Linked DNA regions of Zea mays: regions 1 and 3 are each linked to region 2. A link is a contact called in public Hi-C data. All regions are on one chromosome and are shown on one strand. Each heading gives the region's core, a stretch centred on a gene start, on an enhancer-like site or on the middle of the called end of the contact. The rest is flanking DNA. Distances are from core to core; before and after follow the strand shown.

The links. A called contact is a pair of places that touch in the nucleus more often than the background predicts.
Region 1: a contact with region 2 is called in a Hi-C map of ear, with 3 times the contacts expected there. The contact joins two enhancer-like sites. A contact is called at or near these places in 12 of 25 Hi-C or Micro-C datasets (bundle sheath, ear, endosperm and 6 more) and 1 of 3 datasets of contacts at active chromatin or transcription factors (leaf).
Region 3: a contact with region 2 is called in a Hi-C map of ear, with 2.4 times the contacts expected there. The contact joins two enhancer-like sites. A contact is called at or near these places in 3 of 25 Hi-C or Micro-C datasets (ear, endosperm and tassel).

Annotation. Positions count from the first base shown.
Region 1 is chr3:169,706,864-169,710,448 of Zm-B73-REFERENCE-NAM-5.0, reverse strand. No RefSeq gene overlaps it. Among protein-coding and RNA genes, the nearest start is that of LOC100191305, 45 kb to the right of the region's middle. Within about 2 kb of position 1,403, at least 11 of the 20 cell types and tissues checked have an H3K27ac peak or open chromatin away from gene starts, as enhancers often do. A contact at or near this core is called in ear, endosperm, seedling and 1 more, where this site is marked.
Region 2 is chr3:170,091,794-170,095,291 of Zm-B73-REFERENCE-NAM-5.0, reverse strand. No RefSeq gene overlaps it. Among protein-coding and RNA genes, the nearest start is that of LOC100191670, 33 kb to the left of the region's middle. Within about 2 kb of position 2,046, at least 19 of the 20 cell types and tissues checked have an H3K27ac peak or open chromatin away from gene starts, as enhancers often do. A contact at or near this core is called in ear, endosperm, seedling and 1 more, where this site is marked.
Region 3 is chr3:169,798,586-169,802,137 of Zm-B73-REFERENCE-NAM-5.0, reverse strand. No RefSeq gene overlaps it. Among protein-coding and RNA genes, the nearest start is that of LOC541683, 72 kb to the left of the region's middle. Within about 2 kb of position 1,812, at least 14 of the 20 cell types and tissues checked have an H3K27ac peak or open chromatin away from gene starts, as enhancers often do. A contact at or near this core is called in ear and tassel, where this site is marked.

The DNA.
Region 1 (3,585 bases), core at 154-2,653, 380 kb after region 2:
GTCCTAGCTAAGTCTTAGCTTGGCGGTGGGGCTCTGGCCTCTAGGTCCTCCTCCTGTTCGTTAGTCCTTATGGGTGTCGTCTCATCTGGGATCTTTGCGTGCGTCCTCTGTCCCAGAGAACTCTCTCATGTCCGACGGCCGACCTCCTCCCTTTATAGGCTAAGGAGGGGGTCAGCCAGCGGTGGCTTCCTTAGGAAGGAGCCACCTAGTAATGGACAAAACAAAGCGTCCTACCACAGGGTAAAGTCACGCGTGCTTGCGGTCACATGGTTGTCTCGTATTCTTTATTGTGGACGGTGCGGGCATCGTGGGACCCGAGCATCATCATTAGGGTTATGTCGACCCCTGGCCGTCATAGCCTGGGGCTCAGTGCGTTTCGTCATGTTGCGTCCAGCTAGCGCCCTGCGCACTCAGGCCTACTCCCGATAGGATATGAGTGTGCCGCTAGCAGGGGATGCACGAGCCATAAATGTGTTGCAGTCCAAGGGCTCGTAGGTCATGAGTGCTCTAGGCCTGAGGGGTTCATAGGTCATGAGTGGGAGGCAGACCAGAGCCTCCACTGTGGCTCGGCGCTAGACACAGTAAATGCGGCCGAACATTTATGATGGGTCAGTCTTGGGCCTAGAGTGGTTTGACTTTGGCTCGTTCGGCCCCGTGTCCGGTTCCACCACGCCCGACCCCAGGCTCGATGTCGCGGGGTTCGTCCGTGTGCTCGCTGACCGGTATGCCCAGATATCGTCCATATCCCAACATATAGGTTGTGTTTCAATTAAAATCATTTACATCTAACCAACTTTTTAGTCATATATTTACATTTATGCTTTCAATCAATTTATTATAAAAATAATTTACAATCAATCTAATAAAATTTGTGTGCTGATTGCATTCTTTTTTTTTGAATCACTATATAACACATCACATAAAATAATGTGATATCTTAAATTTATGGTTCCATCCTTCTTTCGGAGTATCGGAGAAAGTATGATACCTTATGTTGCATGCCTCACTATAACACATCACATAAAATGTCGAGGCGTCTTTTTTCACTCGCTTCACTGGAAGTAAAGTGGAGACATCAATGATATAGTGCGGTTATATAAAGTTCCGTCTCTGAACATTGATTTTTGTTTTCCGGGCGAAAGAAAGAAGGAACCTGCTGTCTGCGGCTGCGCTGCGCATCGGCTGTCGGTAATTCCCAAAGCAAAACAGTCATCCGGATTATGCGTAATCATTTGGGCCGTTCTGGGAGCAGAAAAGATCCGGTCCATTAATTGATTATGATATCTTTTGGCCAGGCGCTAGCGGTTGCTTTTCCGCAGACAGGTTGAGAAGACTAGGCGAGGTCGATGACACAACTGAAGTGGGTACCGGTGGGCCAGACCGAAGTGGCCCCCCGTCCCTCGCAGCATGGCAGGGGGCACCGCGCAGGACGGCAGGAGGAGCAGCAGCAAGCGAGCTGCTGGTGCTGGGTGGCATCGGCACTGCGCCCAGTGCGTGCGCGCGCTCACGCTTGTGATGGATGCAGATGCAGATGCAGCTGTGCGCGCATCATGCATGCAAGCAGCTGCAGGCGAGCGGCATTCGCACAGCCACAGTTGTGCATGCCAACAAAAAAAATTGGACGAGTGGCCAGGCCAGGCGGCCAGGCCAGATGACCTGCTGATGAGCCCGGGGGCTGCATGCGATGCGTATCGTTTTTTGCACTGTGGCCTGCCGGCGGCTGCTCCGTCCGAAGTGGCCGGCAAACAGTAGCTATATCGGGCAAAGTCTTGCCGCGCCATTTCTGGCGGCGCTATCGTTTTCGGGTTGGACGACGACGCGGACCCGCCGTGTGTCCAAAGTGACAATGGAGTGAGTGAGTGAGTCGCCGCCAGAGAGCTCGATCGCGCGCTCGACCTCGTCTCGGCCGCTCCGATCCGAGATCCACCGCCTGCGCACGGTGACATGCATGCCACGCCATGGAGAGCTGGACACTTGGGAAGGGGCAGGCAGGTGCTGAGCTAGGTGATCAGAGCGTGTGTTTTACCGCTCTGTTAAGCGCGCTGTAGCTAAAGCTAGTACGTTGAGAAAGCTGCAACCACGCCACGACATGGGCGGAGAGGAAGCTATCTACTGGGCTGTCGGCTCGGCTGTGTGGACTGTCAAGTTTTATTTGCTCGATCCGCACCGGTAGTTTTTGTAGTCTTGCGTTCAGCACATTGGCGCTATGTGCTGAGCTAGGTGAACAAAGCATATGCACATGTACTGTAGGTTAGCGAGTGAACAACTAGGCAGGGTTGTTAGATAGTTCACATTGATGCAACCACGCCTTTGGATTATATTTACTCTGTCTCTTTTTCTAATTCTTAGTATGATCGTAGCATGCAGAGGTGCCATTTTCCTTTAATTTTTTGTATACGATACGGAGTATATAAGGCAGCACATCGTGTAGATTGAGGCGTCATTTGTTTTGTGGCTTTGAACTGCATGGAAATTCGAATGGAATGTAGCTAGCTAGCTTTGCGTCACTGGATGGGCAGGAGCCCTGGAAGTCTGGAACATAGCCTACTAGCATCAATAGTGGCCGGAACTGTAGCGGCTAGCTAGGCGTGGACGCGCACGGCGGCGGCAGCCATGCAGCCATGCAGGGAGGGGGTGAGATGGCAATGGCATGCAGAGATGGGGGTGCATGCGGCATGGCGGTCGCGTGAGCGGCACGCGGCTACGGTGGCTTGGGCGCCGCCAGAGGCGTTTGTCGGAGGCTGCCTGTGTGTGTCTCGGCAACCTCGTATATGTTCGGTCCCCGGCCGCCGGGCGACATGCATGCAAATACAACACATGGTACGCCCTATACTACGTACTAGCGGCAGGGCAGGGTGGCAGCGCATCGGTGTCTGTCTCCGACCCGACCGCCCTATTGCATTGCATGCTCCTATATTGAGGGGGGTCGGGCCCCGGCCCGGTCCGGACGGGCTCTCCCATGCCATGCGTGTCTCCTGCGACAACGCCGCACTTCGTAAAACCCGGGGCCGGCCTGAAGAACTACGTATAGGATAGGAGGACACCCTAGCTAGCAGCACATACTGTCGACGGCATTGCCAAGCACTACTCATCATCAATTACTGTACTGTAATTGAGGTGGATCGATGATCTCTTCTGAATCATCATACACATAAAAATGATGGATAGATAACATTAACTGTTCGTTGTGAATTCATGTCGTGCGAGTGACCATAGTACTAGCCATTCAACAGATCCCAGCATCAGCAAACAGTTTGATCTGCGTCGCCAACTTGCGCCGATCGATTGCGATGCCGTGCTTCGTTGCATGCATTAGATTCTGCGGCAGGCAGGTAGGTATAGATATGGGTCTATGGCCTGCGCTGGGGCCTGGGGGTGCGCGCGGTACGGTGGTGTGCTGATTTGCTGGCGCTCCCTGGCGGTGGCGTGGTGACGTTCACAGGCGCCAGCGGCCGGGCGGGCAGCGTCGGGCTTCCATCGGCTGGGAAAACCTGAGGCGCGAGTCCCTGTCCCACGGACCTTCTTGGATTACGCCTGGATTGACGCCCATCCACCATAACGCCGGCCGGCAGCATGCAGCGGAGC
Region 2 (3,498 bases), core at 797-3,296:
TGGAATGCAACGATGGCTTAGGCTCTCAGAATCAGAGAGAGAGAGAGACAATGACAATTAGATTGTAAGACGTCTCTTCAACCTAGCACGTGTGCCCCTTTGAATATATAGACCCATGCTAATGGAATTTTCCCTAAAGATCCATTGCATTCTAATCATGATTATCTCTGAGCATATAATCATTAATCTCCTGTTTGACTGGATAAATCAAGGCTAAGCATACTTATAAGTACACGCTGAAACCATGTAACAACATAAATGCAACAATACAATGTTTATATGTTACAATTTTTTTGGTTTGGATTCTACAAATCTGATCAATTAATTAAAATTTTTAGAATAAAGAATAGGGTGTTACATCGTATGTCCTTTACCACTTCCAGTACATTAGCATAAACCCTCTTGACTTTCACCATTTTATCGATTAACACTGTGTTCCACACTTACACACCAACTGAACCAAGAGACACACTACACAACATCACCTCACGACATGGTTAATCTCCAAACTCAACTAGAGCTCGATCATCTTGTGACAATCTCCATCACCAATTGACACATATGGGCATATATCAACCATGCGTTCGTACATAAGTTAATTATTAAGTATATTTTTAAAATAAATTTATTTGAAGCTATAAATATTTGTACTATTTTATACAATATCGTCAAACCTAATAAATTTTAATTGTCACGAATATCATAGTATGGAGCACAAGAAAGAAAGTTTATTTCTCTCGCTCGAGTGGGCTAGAAGAGCTCCTCGCATGAGCCTTTGGCGCGTCCGCTCCATTTTGAGAGACCCTGGTGGAGCCACCGCGAGAATTGCATCAGATAGGTCTAGATATTGAGTAGCCGAGTAAGATAAAAAATGCAACATAGGAATTGCATCAAAGTTTTCGAGAAAAAAAATCAACGATAACAATATTTATGAATGGAGGTAGTAATCTACATGGAATAATAGCATCTGGACATGAGTTAGAGCATCTTTAGTAGGTTAGCTATTTTATATATCCGCCTATATAGATGACCTCACATTATTGTTAATGGAGATTTTTTAATTTTTTTCATAACATTATATAAAACCTGTGTAGTCTGAGTCTAGTTTAACTAGTTAAATTTCTTACGATGAAATTTATTTAAGGCAACGTATCCTGTGTAAAAGGTTCTCGTGTGTAAACATGCTAAAACGCCTTAACAACCTTTGGATCCAGAATCAAAGGCTAATTTTAATCCCACCTAACCGCCACCGCACCAGATTACCAGGAGGGGGTTCTTTAGAAAAAAACACAAGATTATCAGGTGGGATTAAGATTAGCCTTTGATTCTGGATCCAAAGGTTGTTAAGACGTTTTAGCATGTTTACACACGAGAACCTTTTACACAGGATACGTTGCCTTTATTTAATTAGGTTATGTGAGACTTAGAACCTGTATGGATAGATTCTACCACGGGCCACGGATGGGCTCCTTTCCTGCCCTCGGTTGAATGGAACCTCCTTTCGCATCTGCACAATCGGGCCGGAACAGCAAGAAAGCGGCGGCGTCTACGTCGGCCGCGCTCACTTCCTTCTGATGGACCGGGCTGGATCTCCTGCAGATATTTTATGCATGGCCCGTCTTGCATTGCACCGTAGAAGTCACGGCCCGATAACGGCAACAGGGTTTAGGATGTGTTTGATTTGGCTTTTGACCCCTAAAAACCAAAATTCAAACTAAATGGCTGAATCTGGAAAACAGTTTTTTCTAAAAGCCGACTTTCTTATAGTGCAAAACTGAAACCACCTCTAAACCTACTTTTTGCAGCTTTTAGGTGGAACTGTGAAAATATATATGGAAGAATTTTTAGCGACTTTTAGTGGTTTCCACTAAACGATTTTTAGTTTTTTAGCAGTTCACAGCTTACAGTAACTTTTTTCACAGCTCATAGCCACAGCAACTTTTTTCACAGTGACAGTCCAACTACAAACCTAACATGCTGTGCGGTGCCGGTGTGCTAGCCCTAGCCGCATGGCGGCATGGGCAAGGGAGCAGAGGCGGCAGGAAGCCACGAACGCGAGCATGGATCGGTCCGCGTTCCGAGTTGGGCAGGTCGCGTCGCGTCGCGTCCAATCCCCAACTGTTTGTTTGGTACGCCGTGCTCGTGCACCCGCCCGCCCGCCCGCCAAACCCCGTGTGCGTGCGTGTGTGGCTGTGTGCCCTGCCCACTGCTCACCACCACGCTGGCTATGCATAGTAGCACTGCGCAATCTCCTGTTTATAGAAGGGGAAAAAAATCCAAGGATATTCTTGCCATCAATCTCGAGCCACCATGGCACAGTAGTGAGCACTGTGGGAACCCGTGGCCGTGCCGGTGCGTCATCCTGCTGCACGTAGGGAGGAGGAGGAGCCTACAGTGCGGTCGGCATACCAGCAGACGTGACTACTGACTAGACGGATTCGTGTGCCGCCGCTGTTTGTTACTTACTACTTTTTTTTTTATCATGGGTGTTCACGATATGTTTGTTATTCGTGTGCCGCCGCTGTTTTGTAGATGTATAGTTTTTTTTTACTCACTGTTTGTGGCTCCATCATGTTTGCATTGGCCACAGAGGGCTGGTTGGGCTGGGCCGAACGAATTGAAGCACTTGGGTAGTTGGGTAAGGGTGTCCGCGCGCCCTGTGCAGTATTCTCTGACACTTTTGGTGCAGGAGACGCGACCGCTGACAACATATATAAAGCCAGGGCAGGAGCTCAAAAACGACTCGAAAGCTGGCAGAACTATCGACCGCGAGCTCTCCAAGTTGCCCACCGGTCAAGAGCCCGGCCGGGGCGTGGCAAGACGAGAAGGATTTGGATTTCGATCCATTCGAAGCACGCACACATGGTGTGTGGCCTGGCCTGGGCCTGCTGCCCGCCTACCCTAGCAAAACCCTGGCTGAGATAGCATAGCACTCCAGGTCTCCCGCCAGTGATTAGCAAGCGCAAATCGGCTCTCTTTTCTTCACCGTAGCATAGGGGTTATTTGGTTCTCAGTAGAGAGCTGCTCCAATCTGCTGCTGCTGCACCGGTACTTACTGCGAGCCATGTATTGCTACAGGCGAGAGAGTAGTAGTAGTGTCACCCTTGCCGGCCTAGCTAGCGGCACCGGCAGGGCTGCCTGTGCGCGCTACGTATATAGGGTAGTAGTACTAGTACCAGTACGCGATGAACAGACTACGGCGCAGCGTGCAGCGCAGGGCCTTTTTGTCCCCGTGCACATAAATGAAGCCTGGACTTGGCTCTGCCCGCACGATCCATCAATCCATCCCCACCGTCCGGACGGAGCAACTGGCTGGAGCAACGGTGCGCCGCATGAGACGACGAGGGGGAGGAGGCCATTGAGAACTGGGCTTTTTTATCGCCTCCAGGCTCCACCCCCGCAATACTATACGTCTATACCACTGCGCCGCGGCGGGCAGATCGTCGACCAGCGTTGTCTGCTGCCGCTGCACGCTGTGGTGTGTAGTGTAGTAGGCGT
Region 3 (3,552 bases), core at 563-3,062, 290 kb after region 2:
CTAGAGCATAATTAGCTTTTCAAAGTATTTTCATTAAACATTTCTATTTGTTATCATGTGTCGCTCAGGCCCATATGCAATGTATATGATTTCAACCCGTAGTGGCACTAGTGACCGAGTTGTCTAATTAGATCCTCATTTTAATAGTGCGACCATCTAACCTGAATCTGATAAGCATTCTGTTACATCTTGATAGGTAAAATAAAAAGGCCCTAACTTGAACCCTTGCATTTTGATTATACCCATCCTATTTCCCTGTTGAGCACTTGATCATGCTTTGTGGATATCATTATCATTTTCATGGTTGTCAATCTTGCTCAACCTTATATTAAACTATCTCATTCATAACACTAGAGCAAAAATTGGTCTACTAGTTATTTCTATTACCAAAACCATACTTAGAGATTTCATATGGCCTCTCGTAATTCTAGTTGTCGTAGTTTCAAGAATCCAGCGAACTAGCCAAACGATTCTTAATCATGAGAGAAACATTTTTTCTAGAAATCTGAATGTGAAACACGTCTCATAATATAGTTTTTCCTAATATCTCTTTCGATTTAGTTTCTTGTGCTCTAGAACTTTTTTACTCATCGTTCCGAGTTCTCATGTCAAAGCTAAAATCACAAATAATATGGGAAGCCAGAAGTATATAGAAAATATACTGTTATGCTTTTATGTAACATGTATCGTTAAATAACTCGATAGAATATATTTTCATAATAAATATAATACAAGTATTAATAATATGTTTTCTATAGTTTTAAGTAAAAAATAGCATGCTCCCTCTGTCTAAAATTAAATGTACATCTCGTACTTTGAGAGATCAATCAATCTTAAATTTAACTAAATTTATAAGAAACAATATTATTGTTTATAATTTTTTTAAATTGAGTTACTACAAGAATTATTTATATAATTATATGTGTTAGCTTTTTCAAGCATGTGAAATGTGTATTTATTTTGAGATGAAGAGATTATAATTATTGGGGGAGGCAGGTGATGCAATGCAAAGTACAATGCGCATAACCTTTCCAATGTGCATAGACAAGAGAAAGGGTGATCGAGAGAAAGGAGGATCCAATCAAGAGAGGTGCAGCTACCAGCTGCTGCAAGAAATGACGAACACCTATGGAGAATCGATAGAAAGGATGAACAGGAGGTAGCGGACGGAACGAGCGAGGCAAGGCTTCGCCGGGACACGACGGTCAAACGCAGTGTCAACGGTAGAGTCTCCGACCACAAGCAGCCACCAGAAGATCCCATCCGTGTCTCCCAACTTGTTTCTCGTAGTTCTCCCCTCTAGCTCGTCTCGATCGCCCAGCTGTGCTGATACTACAAGTAGAAGCAAAGCAAACGCGCATGCATGCATGCGATCACGCAGCACGTGGACTCTGACAGGCGGGAGCCGCGTGAAGGAGGGCCCGCGCATCAGGACGGCCGCACTGCTGCACTGTCGTCTACCTCCCGTCTCCCGACGTGTGTTCCAACGGTGGAGAGGCAGTGTCTGTGCTTGTAGAGAGAGAGGATCGAGCTTGGCTGGCATGGAGGAGAGCGAGGGTGCAGGCTATTACCCGGTTAGAAGGGAGCTCCGGCCATGCAAAAGGGTGATGCGTGTGCGGGACGAGGCGACTGTGAGCGGCATGCAGGAAATAATTAAAAATACTCCAGAGGTCAATAAAAGAGGAGAGAGGTGATTGCGAACACGAATTACGAAGCGGAGGTGGGAGAGAGAAGGCAGGAGCATCAGAGCATGGCGGGAGGAGAGAAGAGGTGGCAACAGCAGTGCGAGCCACGTAGGACAGCAGCCACCAATGACATGGCGGTCCGCGCCGTTGACTGCCTCCGTACGACCTGCAGGAAGCCCCTCGGTGATGGCCACCTAGAAAGAGGGCTGCCTCACTGGACGCACACCTGTCAGAACTGAGAAGTGGCCCCATGCACCCACTACCTCTGATCAGGGCACCGGGTCAGTGGGTCCTTGTTTGATTGACCGTTTTAGTTTATATTTATAAAGAGTGATAGAAGAATGTGCCCACTGTTTTTATAATGTTTGATAATAGTTACGTCACTTACGTGTAAGCGTCAGAGTAATTTTTTTGGCGGTGTGATCTAAAAATCGAGAGCACGGTGTCATCTCCGCCTCATCCTACTTTGACCTCAAACGAAAAACATCTTTAGTGTGGTGGTGTGCCATATTTACCGGCTGCAAATAAAGTCGATTAGTTTTCAACTGCACTGCGAATAGGGCTGGAAAAAAGTCAGGGCTCGCGTGCTGAATCGAGCTTGATAGGATCGGAGCCTGATCGAGCCCGAGCCGAGCCTATTTTTGTGGCTCGCTCAAACAACAAGCTGAGTCGAAATGAGTCTGAGTCGGCCTATTGATACGGTGTTATGTTTTACAGAAACATTATTGGGTAAAGAAGAGTAATCAAGGGCACAACTTGCCTTCAACGAGCTCCTACTCAGTATTTTTCACCTGCTATGCTTCGGGCTCCTCGGTCACTTGCCCGTCTACTCGCAACAATATAAACAAGCAATGTGCATAGGAGAAATTAAGATCACATAAAACATGAGAACAACTGCGTAATAATGTTCTACGTGTTTCTACGAGATCGTAGGTTCGAGAACGACTAAAATCGAAGTTACAATGACAGAGTTATAGATTAAAACACTATTTTCAAGCGCAATAAATCTAATAGATATAGGTCATACAATATCTAAATATAAAGATATGTGATAAGGTATAAATTATGTTGTTACTGTGTAGCCAATATTCTTATAAAGCTAACGCAATTGGAACGGAAGCAAACAGAGTTAAAACACCCAAGTTATGAATTAACTAAGTTTTAAAGTTGTGTTTGTACTCGCAAATCAATTTTAGAACAAATTATATGATTATTTATTAATTCCTAGACCACAGGTACGATTGTCTAAGAGCACAGGGTTAGTCTTACAAAAACTTGGGCCCGCTGGCAAGCTTCTTAGGCTTTAGGTGGACTGCGGGTTGATTTCTAAAATAGGCAGAGACTCTTTAGTAAATTGTACTAGACAAAGCGGTATGGGAAATTTCTAGCCGTCGGATCATCAGCCAGAGGTCAGGATTAAACTTGCCCTCTCCCGAATCGGTACGCAATATAGGCCCTACGATCACAGATCGACATCCATGATTCGTAATACCGGAATTTAATCTTACACGTACACTCGTCGATCAATGACCGAAATAGCCCCGGACTGAACCGGTACCCTCTTCTAATCCGAGCCATTTAATCAATATCGGACGATAACTGTACGTCTTCCTCGCTTGGTCACCCAAAGCGGCGACGCCCAATGGCCCCCTAGCGGCGATCACGCCGGCGGCAACCGACCTGGGCATCAAAGTTGCACTAGAGGGACTATCGGCTCTATGCCCTGCCCTCACATGTCCAACTTCATTCATGACCACACACGACACCGAATAGCGTACCCACACCCGACCACGACAAGTAATTGCGCCGCTGCACAACCCAACTCCGGTGAGAAATCTTGAGTGCCCTACGCCCCAACCCGAGCCAA